Linked DNA regions of Pan troglodytes: region 1 is linked to region 2. Evidence: chromatin contacts called from public HiChIP or PLAC-seq data. All regions are on one chromosome and are shown on one strand. The core of a region is the stretch at or near the end of the contact, and the rest is flanking DNA. Distances in the headings are between cores, read along the strand shown. Region 1 holds the start of ZBTB8B (zinc finger and BTB domain containing 8B). Region 2 holds the start of RBBP4 (RB binding protein 4, chromatin remodeling factor).

Region 1 (6,966 bases), core at 4,263-6,762, 190 kb before region 2:
CGAGCCAACACTTAGGGAAAATAGAAAGAACCTACGTTGAAATATTGGGGGCGGGTTCCCCCAATACTCATTTCTCTCTGTATTAGTCTGTTCTCACGCTGCTAATAAAGACATACCCAAGACTGGGTAATTTTAAAGAAGAAGAGGTTTAATGAACTTACAGTTCCACATGACTGGGGAGGCCTCATAATCGTGGTGGAAGGTGAAGGAGGAGCAAAGGCATGTCTTACATGGTGGGAGGCAAGAGGGTCTGTGCAGGGGAACTGCCCTTTATAAAACCATCAGATCTCCTGAGACTTATTCACTATCATGAGAACAGCACCCTGCTCCCATGATTCAATTACCTCCCACTGGGTTCCTCTCACAACACATGGGGGTTATGGGAGCTACAATTCAACATGGAATTTGGGTGAGGACACACAGCCAAATCATATCACTCTCCTGCTATGTTTTCATACAAAGCATTGCCATGAACGGGCCCATGCTCCCCATCCTACTCAAGCACAGCTCTTGGCTCTGTGCATATATTAGTGGGAGGACAGTTGTGGTTTGGTGAGAAATAAGTCAATAGCATCCTATCCTGGGTCAAGTACTTGTACCATTAGGAACTTGGAGCCTGCTGGCATCATAACACTGTCGCTTTACCTAGTTAGAGCAAGTGCTTCTACAGGGCACTGTCAGGCCAGAACATGTCCTGGTGTTAGGGGTAGGGAGCTTGGTTTTTGCTTTTTAATTTTTATTTATTTATTTTTTTGAGACAGGATCTCACTCTGTCACCAAGGCTGGAGTGCAGTGGCATGATCCCAGCTTACTGCAACCTCTGTCTCCCAGGTTCAAGCAATTCTCCTGCCTCAGCCTCCTGAGTAGCTGGGATTACAGACACGCACCACCACACCTGGCTTTTTTTTTTTTTTTTGTATTTTTAGTAGAGATGAGGTTTCACCCTGTTGGCCAGGGTGGCCTCGAACTCCCGACCTCAAGTGAACTGCGTGACTCAGCCTCTCAAAGTACTAGGATTACAGGTGTGAGCCATTGCACCCAGCCTGTTTTTTGCTTTCTTATAGTGCAAAAGTCACCCTGTGGGTATTCACAATTTGTCCCTAACCACTAGAGGTTTTCATGAACGTATCCTTTGTAGCATTCCAGAAGGTCAACTTCTTGACAGAAGCTGTCTCCCAACATCAGTCAGTACTCAAAAATGTGTCAGTTACCAGAAAAGGGGTTATACCCTGATACTTCAATCAATTACTCTGGCATTGTAGAAACTAATAAACAGCTCCAAATATTCTATGATATCTTAAATCAAAACAATTAAGGAAGAGGCAAGGGAAACAAATAGTGCCTGCTGCATTGCTTTCTCATTTCCCTTTGGGAAGATAGGGTTGCTTGTTTTCCAGGAAGTCATCCCTTAGGAATTTTTTTTTTTTTTTTGACAGAGTCTTGCTTTGTCACCCAGGCTGGAGTGCAGTGGTGCCATCTCAGCTCACTGTAACCTCCACCTCCCAGGCTCAAGTGATTCTCATGCTTCAGCCTCCCAAGTAGCTGGGATTACAGTCGTATGCTACCACACCCAGCTAATTTTTGTATTTTTATTTTTATTTACTTATTATTTTGAGATGGAGTCTTGCTCTGTTGCCCAGGGTGGAGTGCAGTGGCAGCATCTCTGCTCACTGTAACCTCTGCCTCCTGGGTTCAAGCGATTCTCGTGCCTCAGCCTCCCGAATAGCTGGGACTACAAGTGCGTGCTACCATGCCTGGCTAATTTTTTTGTATTTTTATTAGAGAGGCGTTTCATGTTGGCCAGGCTGGTCTCAAACACCTGACCTCAGGTGATCCACCTTCCTTGGTCTCCCAAAGTGCTAGGATTGCAAGCGTGAGCCACTGCGCCTAGCCTAATTTTTGTATTTTTAGTGGGGGGTGGTTTTGCGATGTTGGTCAGGCTAGTCTCGAACTACTGACCTCAGGTGATCCACCTGCCTCGTTCTCCTAGTGCTGGGATTATAGGCAAAAGCCACTGCACCCAGCCAGCAATTTTTAATTCTCTATTTTTTGCTCTGGAGGTCCTAAGTTTTAGATTCAGTGACACATTGCTGTGCCATTCATGCTGCTGGGTACTGTCGATTAGCAGTCAGCATCCATTCCCATCTCCTTCTAGTGTCCTTTCCTATGCTGCAGAATCTGGAGAGTTAAAATGTCATGGCCAGGATTTGGAAATGAAGTGGAGGCCACCCGCCTGCTGCTTGCTGCTGAAGTGTGGCAGCAGAGGTATGAGGTGTGTCTGCAGCAGGGTTGCAGGGTCCAGTCACTAGCCATGTAGGGGTCGAGAGGCTGTTTCAGGGGCAGCAATAGTGATGGTGACTTCCAATCCCTTAATCACAGCCACAACAGTGTGTTGTTGAGCTTAACAGGTACAGTGGTGATGTCCTGATTTCTTACCTTCCTGATTGCAGCAAAAATGGGTAGCTACCCTGGTGGAACAGTTTGGAGTCATCCCTGCAGAGTCATTCTCTAGCCTCCCTGATAATTTGTATTACTTAATTCCTTATATGAATTCTTTTCTGTTTAAACTAGCCAGGTTGCTTTTTGCTTAAACTAGCCAGGTTAGTTTTAACTGAACCTTGAAAAATATACTGAAGTTCAGAGCATCTAACACTAAAGGTTGTGCTGGTCTTGGTGGCGAGAGTAAGTCCCACAGCAGACCACATCAGATCTAGAGATCATAAGGCCTCTAAACATTTCCTATGCCTAGTTGTCAGGGGCATGTCCTATGCAGGCCACCCCAAAAAGCCCTTTTACGTTAGCAGTCTGGAATGTTACTAGGTCATCCAGTACAGGTTGCGTGTGCCATAGTCATAAAATTTGGGACCTGAAGCTTGGAGCCTGGATGCAGGAGATGTGGAATGAATACTAGGGTAAGTTCCAGGTACAGTCATAATTAAGGTGAAGGCATCAATGACATGACTTCCCAGGTAAGAAGATACAAAAGGCTGAGCCCAGAGAAGCTTGGTGCTCCTCACTTCTGATGCTTTCTCTGCTGCCATGATGATCAAAAGTCCTCAGCACCCGAGCTGGCCTTCGGGAACCGGGTGGCAAGGACAGCCACACTAACAGGAAAGATGTAACTGCTGCTGTCCCTCTCCGGGTATCCAGCTTTACAAGAAATAGGTAAACTACTTTTCTTTGATAGATAGTACAGTGGTGTTTGGCTGACATTTTACCTTCTAAAATTATTGAGTTATCTTTAGAGTGAACTGCAATTACATTTTTGACAAGCTCTAAAATATATCCTAAACAAACCCCTCCATCTCTACCACCTCTACCCTATCCCCAGTTATCAGCATCTATCAGCAGGGGAGAGATCATATCTTATCTCTTCCCTGCTTAAGATCCTTCGAAGGTGTCCCTTCACATTCATAAGAAAAAATCCAAACTCCTTAAGGTGGCCTACAAATTCCTACATAATCTGGCCTTTGCTTCTCTATCCATTCATATTTCCTGTCGCTTGGACTGGCTACATAATTTGTGGGTTCCAATGCAAAATGAAAATGCAGAGCTCCTTGTTCAAAAACTACTAAGAATTTTAAGAGGGCAATGGCAGAGCATTAAACCAGGCATCAGCCCTTTCTTTTTTTTTTTAATTTTTAAAATATTTATTTAGATTTTCTTTTTGTTAGTAATTAAATCTTCTTCTTCTTCCTCTTCTTCTTCTTCTCCTTCTCCTTCCTCTTCCTCTTCTTCTTCTTCTTCCCTCTTCCCTCTCTCCTCCTCCTCCTCCTCCTCTCCTTGAAACAGTGCAGTGGCACAATCTCAGCTCACTGCAACCTCCACCTTCCAGGTTCAAGTGGTTCTCATGCCTCAGCCTCCCAAGTAGCTGGGATTACAGGTATGTGTCACCATGCTCAGCTAATTTTTGTATTTTTAGTAGACACTGGGTTTTGCCATGTTGGCCAGGCTGGTCTCAAGTGATCCGCCTGCCTCAGCCTCCCAAAGTGCTGGGATTACAGGTGTAAGCCACCGCACCTGGCTCTTTTTTTGTTTTGTTTTGTTAAGTAAAAAACCTCACCTGGAAGCACCAGCCCTTTCTGAGTGTGCGGCCCTGTGCCACTGCATGGGTTGCATGCCCATTAAGCTGGTCTACCTGCCATCCACTTCCTCAACCCAATGGCATTCTCCTGTTTCTTAGATATGTACCAACCGGTTTTCTGTTTTATCTTAGCATGGCTCACTACTCCTCATCAGGGTCTGTCAGCGAAGGGGGTAGCGTTTTTTTCTGTTTTTTTTTTTTTTTTTTTTTTTTTTTTGAGACAGAGTCTTGCTCTGCTGCTCAGGCTGGAGTGCAGTGGCCAGATCTCCACTCACTGCAATCTCTTTGGTTCAAGCCATTCTCCTGCCTCAGCCTCCCAAGTAGCTGGGATTACTGGCCCACGCCTGGCTAATTTTTGTATTTTTAGTAGAGATGGGGTTTCACCATGTTGGCCAGGCTGGTCTCGAACTCCTGACCTCAGGTGATCCACCCGCCACCACTCCAGCCTGGGCAACAGAGTCTGAGGCTCCGTCTCAAAAAAAAAAAAAAAAAAAAAAAAAAAAAGTCATACTGGCATAGAGTGAACCCCTAATCCAATATGACTGGTATCCTTATAAAAATACTTTTTTTTTGGAGACGGAGTCTCTCTCTGTCGCCCCAGGCTGGAGTGCAGTGGCGCGATCTCGACTCACTGCAACCAAAAGGAGACATTTTGACATGGAGACATATACAGGGAATATACCCTGTGAACATGAAGATGGCCATATGCAAGCCCAGGAGAGAAGCCTGGAAGAGACCGTTTCCTCACAGTGCTCAAAAGGAACGAACCCTGCCAACATCTTGCTTTCAGATGCCCCCAGGATTGTCAGACAATAAGATCTGTTATTGACGCCACCGGGTTGGTGATACTTAGGTACAGCAGCCCTAGCAAACGAATACACCCCCATTAGAACTAAGCTCCCTGAGAGCGGTAAGCTGCCTTGTCTTGCTCACAGCTGACAAGAACACGCCTGTACGGTCACTTAGCACCTAGTACTGCCATTTAGCCGTTTCACTAGTATGTATGAACCGGAGAGCCTGTCAAGGGAAGAGCTGAATCTTTTATCTTTTGTAACGACTACCCAGTGAAAGAAACCGCGGGTATGCAATAAAAACCTGTTGAATCGATTAAACCATTTCACTTATTTCCAGATTTTTGCGGACAGCGCCAGTAGGTGAAATATGTGCGGACTGATGAGTCACAGCTCTTATTCCCTGGGCTGCATTAATACCCACGACGTGCTTTTCGCTCTCCAGACAAAGAGACCGGTACTTGGCAGGTCCCTCAAGTGGGACTCAAAAGACCGAACCGAGCTGCAGCCTTTCGCTAGCACTGGTCCTCGCCCCTTTTGGCATCTTGGTACTTGTAGTTTTGTCCACTCTATCTTTACCCGAAAAGCCAGCGCTGAGACCACAACTCCCATCACCCTGCGAGCACCGGCGCCTTCAGAGCGCATCCTCCGAGGGGCACCAGCGCCATTGACCACCCTGCTGGCCGAAGGGCCCGCCTTCCCGAGGCCAGGCGCTCCCGCGATTGGCCAGCCGCCCCGCCTCTCATCGGAGGGCGCCAGGTGAATGAAAGGGGGGCGTGTCGGTGCGCGGAGCTCCGTGGCTGCGCTGCCGGAACCCGCTGGAAGGTGAGCGCGAAGAAGCGGGTTGGCGCTGCCGCTTTCGTTGGTTTGGGGCGGATTCCTAGCACCCGGGAGGCTGGCCGGAGATTGGGGTTAGCGGGCAGGGTTGCCCCCACTCAGTCATCCTCCTTCGGACCGCTTGGCCCTGGCAACTCCTGGGCCCTCCGCCCCGCGAGCCCTTCCAGCGTGGGGAGGGGCAGGCGCCGCCGTGGGCCCCCAGCTTCCCTGTCATTGGGTGTCCTCCGCGTCGTCCAGCCGGGGGTCGCGGCGCCGACTACTTCCACGGTGAATGGTGCCCAGGCGTGGGGGGCTCGGCCACACTGGAGAAGTGCCAGCGGCAGCGATGGCCACTTTGTCCGCGGGAGGCCATGGGAGGGGCTAGGCCTTGGGGCCCCACCCTCGGGGGCCGTGCCCTGTAGCTGGTTCTGGTGGCCTCTCTGCAGGTCGTCTGATGCTGGACGGGGGAGGGTCTGTCTTGCAAGCAGTTTAGATGCAGTTGACCCTGAAATTCTTCGCATGGAAATGGAAACTTCTCCAGTGTCCTTCTCCTCCGATCCATGCCTAAAAGAAAGGAGTGACTTCCCCAACCTGTCGCATCGTGTCCTGGAGGGTTTGAGGAGGCCGGTTAGCATAGTGGTTAAGGATGTCAACCCGGGAGTCAGTCGGATCTCTGTTCTATTACTAACTTGGTGATGTTATCTGCATCTTTGAATCTCAGTTCCTCCTCTGAAAAAGAGGATGTAGTTAAGAGTATCTGTCGCACTGGATTATTGTGAGGTGAAAACTAATGTGCTTGTAAAAGCCAGGCATGGTGGCGTGCACCTGTAGTCCCTGCTACTCGGGAAGCTAAGGTCGGGAGGATCTCTTGAGCCCAGGAGTTCCAGGCTGCATTGAGGTAGGATCGTGCACTCCAGCCTGGGCAACCGAGCAAGACCGTGCCTTTTAAAAATTTTAATTTAAAAAGTAAAATGAATATGCTTGTACTTTGTACAGTGTTTTATAAGGAATAGTGCTTAATATTTACTAAAATTGAGGAGCAGGTTTTTGTTATTCTCAGGTTGGTGGGACTGGAGGAGTCTTGTCAGAAAGGGTCGGGGGTGGAATTCAAGGCTGCTTTTGGCCTCTGAACAGAGACAGTTGTGTGATCTGTCTAGGACTCCGTCAAGGGTATATGAGAGTTTGTATTGCAGGTAGTTGTGTTGGCATCTGCTGTCTCCTGGAGGACAGGCACTATACTTGGTTCATTTTTCTATTCCTGGCATCTTCCTTGTG
Region 2 (7,436 bases), core at 3,304-5,803:
AAAATTATTTTAAAATCTCAGTGGACGAGGCATTCCCTGAGTATGACTTCTTATCTTAGAAGCCATAAAAAAAAAGGGTTGGCCAGGAGTGGTGGCTCATGCCTGTAACCCCAGCACTTTGGGAGGCTCAGGTGGGCGGATCACTTGAGGTCAGGAGTTCAAGACCATCCTGGCCAGCATGGTGAAACCCTGTCTCTACTAAAAAAAACCACAAAAATTAGCCGGGTGTGGTGGTGGGCACCTGTAATCCCAGCCATACGGAAGGTTGAGGCAAGAGAATCACTTGAACCCAGGAGGCGGAGGTTGCTGTGAGCTGAGATGGTGCCACTGCACTCCAGCCTGGGAGACAGAGCAAGATACTGTCTCAAAAAAAAAAAAAAAAAAAAAAAAAAAAATGCCAGGCGTGGTGGCTTACACCTGTAATCCCAGCACTTCGGAGGCCGAGGCGGGCGGATCACCTGAGATTGGAAGTTCGAGATTGGAAGTTCGAGACCACCCTGACCAACATGGAGAAACCCTGTCTCTACTAAAAATACAAAATTAGCCAGGCACGGTGGTGCATGCCTGTAATCCCAGCTACTCTGTCTCAAAAAAAAAAAAGAAAAAAATTAGCCAGGTGTGGTGGTGCATGTCTGTAGTCCCAGCTACTCAGGAGGCTGAGGCAGAAGAATTACTTGAACCTGGGAGGCAGAGGTTGCAGTGACTGGAGATCATGCCACTGCACTCCAACCTGGATGACAAAGCGAGACTCTGTCTCAAAAAAAAAAAAAAAAAAAGAAAAGAAAGAAAGGGTCAATGCAGGGGGTCCCCAACCCCCTGGCCAGTACCAGTTGGTGGCCTGTTAGGAACCAGGCAGCACAGCAGGACGTGAGCTCACAAAGCTTCTTCTATATTTACAACAGCTCCCCATTGCTAACATTACTGCCTGAGCTCCACCTCGTTTCAGATCAGACACAGCATTAGATTCTAATAGGAGCTTGAACACTATTGTGAACCGCACATTGAGGGATCTAGGCTGTGTGCTCCTTATGAGAATCTAAAGCCTGATGATCTGTCATCCCCAGATGGGACCATCTAGTTACAAGAAAACAAGTTCAGGGCTCCCACTGATTCTATATTACAGTGAGTTGTATAATTATTTCATTATATATTACAATGTAATAATAATAGAAATAAAATGCACAATAAATGTAATGCGCTTGAATCATCCTGAAACCATCCTCCCCTACAACCCCCGTTGGTGGAAAAACTGACTTCCGTGAAACCAGTCCCTGGTGCCAAAAAGGTTGGGGACCGCTAGTTAATGAACTGCATTGCATAAAAATACTTTCTGCCTAGTAAGAAAAACCAACAACCCAAGAGAAAAAAAAAATAACCCAAGAGAAAAAAGGGCTAAGAATATTAACATACACACCCCAGAATGGGAAATACAAATAGCTTCCAAAACACTATAATATGTTCAACTTCACTTACAATAAGAAAAATACAGTAAGTATACTTTACAAATTAGAAAAGATAAAAAAGTATGGTAACAATTAGTAGAAGTGGGAGGAAAGAGGCACATTCACACAATACTAGTGAAAGTATAAATTGGTACAACTCCTATAGAGAGCAATTTGGCAATAACTGTCCAAGTTAAAATATCCTTTTAAAAAATGTAGAAGTCTTAGCAATGGAAACAAAAAAAACTTGGAGAACTTGATTCTACAGATCCACTTGCACATGTACAAAACAGTGGATGTACAAGTGTATTCAATGCTGCACTGTTTCTAATACCACAAGAGTAGAAATAGCCTAAACGTCCATCAACTGAAAATTGGTTAAAGCAAATGCTAGAACATCTAGGCATGTACATGTAAGAAAAAGGTAACGATGACTGCTCTACAGAGGGGGACTAGGTGGTTGAGGATGGGGGCTGCCAGAGTTACTTTTCACTGCCTATGTTACACTTTCTGAATTTCAAATCAATATATATGACCTATTAAAAATAATTTTTTTTTTGAGATGGAGTCTGGCTCTGTCGCCCAGGCTGGAGTGCAGTGGCGCGATCTCGGCTCACTGCAACCTCCGCCTCCCAGGTTCAAGCGATTCTCCTGCCTCAGCCGCCCAAGCAGCTGGGATTACAGGCACCCACCACCATGCCTAGCTAATTTTTGTATTTTTAGTAGAGATGGGGTTTCACCATGTTGGCCAGGCCAGGCTGATCTCAAACTCCTGACCTCAGGTGATCCACCCGCCTCAACCTCCCAAAGTGCTGGGATTACAGGCGTGAGCCACAGCACCAGGCCTTTTTTTTTTTTTTTTTTTTGAGACAGTCTCACTCTGTTGCCCAGGCTGGAGTGCAGTGGTGTGATCTCGGCTCACTGCAGCCTCGACCTCCTGGGTTCAAGCAATTCTCCTGCCTCAGCCTGCCGAGTAGCTGGGATTACAGGCGTCCACCATCATGCCCAGCTAATTTTTGTATTTTTAGTAGAGACGGGGTTTCACCATGTTGGCCAGGCTGGTCTGGAACTCCTGACCTCAGGTGATCCACCCACGTAGGTCTCGCCAAGTGCTGGGATTATAAGTGTGAGCCACCGCAAACGGCCTATAATATTTTTAAATTGTTTTTAAGTGAGAGAAGGGGATATGCTAGGAGGTATGCCAGCTCCAGAAAGCACATTGCCTAGAATACTATGGTAAATAAGTAGATTTTACAGAGAGGACAATGAGAAATTAATGAAAGATTTTAAGCAGATAAATAAAAGTCAGATTTGTGCTCCCCAAACCACAGCTACCTTTAGGGATGACAGCTTAACGTTTAATATAGAATTTAAGAGACAAAGATAGGTTATGTGATTTACCTAAAGTCACTAAGCGAATAAATGGCAAAACCAGCTGGACACTGCAGCGCGGGCTATGATCGCTCCATTGCACTCCAGCCTGGACGACAGAGCGAGACCCCATCTCTAAAAACACACACACACACACACACACACACACACACACACACACACATATATATATATATATTTTTTTTTTTGAGACAGAGTTTCGCTCGTTGCCCAGGCTGGAGTGCAATGGGGCGATCTCGGCTCACCGCAACCTCCGCCTCCCGGGTTCAAGCGATTCTCCTGCCTCAGTCTCCCGAGTAGCTGGGATTACAGACATGCTCCACCACGCCCAGCTAATTTTGTATTTTTAGTAGAGACGGGGTTTTTCCATGTTGGTCAGGCTGATCTCGAACTTCCGACCTCAGGTGATCCGCCCGCCTCGGCCTCCCAAAGTGCTGGGATCACAGGCGTCAGCCACCGCGCCCGGCCTAAAATAATCATTTTTAAAAATCACAATCATAAATGGCAAAACCAGGTTTTTTGCTAATATGATCGAGGTGAAACATCAAGTTAGAAATCCCCTAATTAGCTTTCCGAGTCCTCTAACCTCGCACACTCTAATCTCACCGTTGGGAAATACATGGGGGTAGCAACACTGCAAACGCCTGAAAATATGGTTATCTTTAGAATTTACGAAGATAAATGTGATTAGACACATGTGGAAGAAGTTCAAGAGACTGTAAATGAGGGAGGCCAGGTTTCGCGACTATTAAACCAGGTGGCTTTTTCCTTCAGCATTCCCAGGAGAAGTACGAACGCGACTACAACAGCCGGCACAAATGGGATCATGCCTGAAGTACCCATGGGGCACAGTAGAAAGAGCAGCAGGAAGCCGCAGGTAAGGAGAGGGGATGCCTGTGTGCTTACATGTAAAGAGAGAAGTAAGCCACCTACTCACACTCGTACTTCCTATTGACTGGCGGATACTTGGCCTTGATCGCCTTCTGTTCTTCAGTCAAATTGTAATCTCTAACATCTTCCTCTTCCTGCGCCATGACTGCAGGATTAGACACTCTACTTCCGCCCTTCATCCACCGGACTTCGGCCCGGAATTACTACTTCCGCTCTAGACTCCGCCCCTTGGCGCACACCCTTAAAGGACCACACTCCTTTCTCGGAGTTGGCTGTTGACCTACTTTAGTCCCTACCCTGCCGCTTGGATCGCATATTTAAAAAGCCAAAACCCCATCTTCTGCGCTTCCTTCATTACTAGTTCTTTCCAAAGACTAACGAAAAACGTTGAAGGGCACCTTGAATGAAACCCGTCTGGGTCTGACTGGCGAGGTTTTTTCCCCCGCTTCACCCCCAAAATTGATAATTAGACCCGAAGGCATTCTAGATTTTTCATCTCAGTACTCTGAAAGGGTCGTAAGCTTAATAGCCTTCAAGAAAATGGCTGCCCTCTTGCCGCGGGAGTGTGCGGACCAAACCTCTCTCACGTGACCCTGACCGGGCGCAGTCCCGTCAACGCCGGCGCGCGCAATCGCTGGAAGTCGGCTCGGGGAGGCGTGGGGGGAGGGGCGGAGCGCGCGCCTCGGTCCCCGCGGAAAGCTACTCCGCGCGTCTGGATTGGTCGCGAACGCGGCTTCCCCGCCCATCCCGCCATTAGGAGCGCTCCGATTGGCTGATGTTGGCGCGAAGGTGCGCGAGTCAGCCTTCGCGCTGGGGGCGCAGGAAACAATAGAGGCCGCGCGCACAGAGCGAGCTCTTGCAGCCTCCCCGCCCCTCCTGCAACGCTCGACCCCAGGATTCCCCCGGCTCGCCTGTCCGCCATGGCCGACAAGGAAGGTGAGGGTGCCGGGGCCGACCCAGGAGGGCAGTGGGTGCCTGGGCTGAGCCGCGGCCTCGACATGGCCTAACAGTGAGGGCAGGCCCGAGTTTGCCGAGTGCAGTCCCCGGTACTGAAGGCGTGAAGAGGGAACTCCCCGTGGGGCGGGCTAACGGCTCGCCAGTTCCCTGGGACCGATTTCGGTCGCAGCTGGCGAAGCCAGCGGTGGGGCCCCCGGCCAGTGTTTGTTTCTCTTCCTGCCTCCGATATCGGTTTCTCGGCCTCTGTCCCGAGCGTGGGGACACCGCTTCCTACCCACAAGGCTCGGAGCTCGGGCCTCCTCGTCCGGCTTGTGAGTTTCGGCGCGCGCGAGCGTGCTCCGAAGGCCTGGCTGGCCCCGTGGCCTGGAACGGGTAACGGAGTGTTTGGCGGGGATGGCCCGAGGAGTTTCGGCGCCGCGAAAGTGGAGAGTGTGCATGCCTCTGCCGTGGGGATTTAGACAAATCACCTCCATTTCATGGTTAGGATGTAGGAGTCATGCAGGTGGCTTTGCAGAGGATTACTCGGTTTCCGTTTGTTTGCTAACTTAAATTTGTTTTTAAAAATTTTAGCAGCCTTCGACGACGCAGTGGAAGAACGAGTGATCAACGAGGAATACAAAATATGGAAAAAGAACACCCCTTTTCTTTATGATTTGGTGATGACCCATGCTCTGGAGTGGCCCAGCCTAACTGCCCAGTGGCTTCCAGATGTAACCAGGTGACATGACTCTCCCGAACGTTATTTTGATGTATTTTCAGTGTAGATTTCTCATTGATTTTCTTTTTTCCGCTCTTCAGTCACCCGGAGAAGGCATGTGATCAAAACCTCTTGGTGACATTTTTTCTAGGCCACAAAGTAAGGCAAAATAACAAAATGATTTTGTAACTTACCTGACAAGAGAAAACATATTGGCGTTTTTTTCTCAATACTGAATTAAATAGCTGTAGCTGATGATAATACCTGTAATAATAGTGGCTGTACCAAATAATAGTACAAAACTTGTCAACTTTCAAAAAGTATTATGGCCAGGAGCAGTGGCTCACACTTGGAATCTGAGCACTTTGGGAGGCCCAGGCAGGAGGCTTACTTGAGGCCAGGAGTTGGAGACCAGCCCTGGGAATACCCCCGTCTCTACTGCCCCCCACACAAAAAAAGAAAAAAGTATTACTATGAGTCTAGTCCTTACAACAAAACTTTTTTGTTTTTCTTTTTGAGACGGAGTCTCACTCTATTGTCCAGGCTGGAGTGCAGTGGCGCGAGCTCGACTCACTGCAACCTCTGCCTCCCAGATTCGAGCGATTCTCCTGCCTAAGCCCTCCCAAGTAGCTGGGATTACAGGCACCTGCCACCACACCTGGCTAAATTTTTTTGTTTTTTTAGTAGAGACGGGGTTTTACCATGTGGGACAGGCTGGTCTCCAACCCCCTGACCTCTGGTGATCCGCCCGCCTCTGCCTCCCAAAGTGCCGGGATTACAGGCGTGAGCCACTGCACCTGGCCTCAACAAAACTTAATTTGAATTCTCGTAGTATGTCATGGTACCTGCCTTCAAGGAGCACATTGTCTAGTTGAAGTGGCAGATATAAACTAATAATTATAGTTATATATGGTGACAGCAGTTGTAGAGAGATAATTAGGGTACCTAGAAAACACCTGAAGGTGGAATGGCTTTCTTATAAGGGGTTTGGGCATAATGAGGGCTATAAAGATTAATACCATGTTTCTTACGTGTAGGTAGCTTATCTCTAGTAGAGGGGATAAAATAGTTTGCATTTATTGGGGCTGTATTTGGTGCTACATATCGGGGATCCAAATTAGTTATAATTAGCATAAAAGTGGTACAGATAAAATTATCAGAGGAAGGAAAATTTGCCTCAATTTGCCTCATTTCTTAGGAAGAAATGACAATGCAAAAAACAAAGAGGAGGGTAAATTTAGATGATATTAACATAGTTTTAACAAGACCATTGTGCCATTTGGAATAATGGATTTTCTGGTACAAAACTAAGTTTTCTGAATAACATTCAAAAGCGATTGTGTGCTAAGTAAATTCCTTCAAAACTTGGATCTTTAAAAGTTAAGATAATTGCAAAATGTTATTAGACTATGATGTAGCTCAACAAATGATAGAAATTTCGCAGAAATTATACTAGTAACTTAAGAATGAGGCTGCTACCTTTACAGTGGCATAAGGAAAAATAGGGAAATGTGTCCTAGGGATGTTACACAAAACCATAGTAAAAACCTAGAAATTGGGAGTTAGAAGCTGCTTTGTGTTTTGTTTTTTTTGAGACGGAGTCTCGCTCTGTTGCCCAGGCTGGAGTGCAGTCACGTGATCTCCGCTGACTGCAAGCTCCGCCTCCCGGGTTCACGCCATTTTCCTGCCTCAGCTTCCCAAGTAGCTGGGACTACAGGCGCCGGCCACTACCCCTGGCTAATTTTTTGTATTTTTAGTAGAGCCGGGGTTTCACCGTGTTAGCCAGGATGGTCTCAATCTCCTGACCTCATGATCCACCCGCCTCGGCCTTCCAAAGTGCTGGGATTACAGGCGTGAGCCACCGCGCCCGGCCTAGAAGCTTCTTTATCATGACCAGGAGTTCCCACATGCAATTGATCATCAGAATTGCTTGGGGAATTCAGGATAATTGGAATCATTTCTGTCAAGAGTTTTCAGTGGTAATTCAAACCATTTAAGAACTTGTGGGCTGGTCATGGTGGCTCACACGTGTAATCCCAGCACTTTGGGAGGCTGAG

Evidence for each region. HiChIP or PLAC-seq counts read pairs in DNA pulled down with a chosen protein or histone mark.
Region 1: an H3K4me3 HiChIP or PLAC-seq map of stem cell-derived excitatory neurons shows a contact between it and region 2, with 2.7 times the contacts expected there. The contact joins the promoter of ZBTB8B here to the promoter of RBBP4 in region 2. A contact is called at or near these places in 1 of 7 Hi-C or Micro-C datasets (stem cell-derived neural progenitor cells) and 1 of 1 datasets of contacts at active chromatin or transcription factors (stem cell-derived excitatory neurons).

What each region holds. Positions count from the first base shown.
Region 1 is chr1:198,504,708-198,511,673 of NHGRI_mPanTro3-v2.0_pri, reverse strand. It overlaps ZBTB8B (zinc finger and BTB domain containing 8B), which reads left to right and starts at 5,512. Exons shown (of 4, transcript XM_524650.8): 1 at 5,512-5,700.
Region 2 is chr1:198,313,099-198,320,534 of NHGRI_mPanTro3-v2.0_pri, reverse strand. RBBP4 (RB binding protein 4, chromatin remodeling factor) reads left to right here and starts at 4,553. Exons shown (of 12, transcript NM_001246374.1): 1 at 4,553-4,661; 2 at 5,253-5,400. The coding sequence starts at 4,646. ZBTB8OS (zinc finger and BTB domain containing 8 opposite strand) reads right to left here and starts at 5,017. Exons shown (of 7, transcript XM_063783364.1): 1 at 4,957-5,017.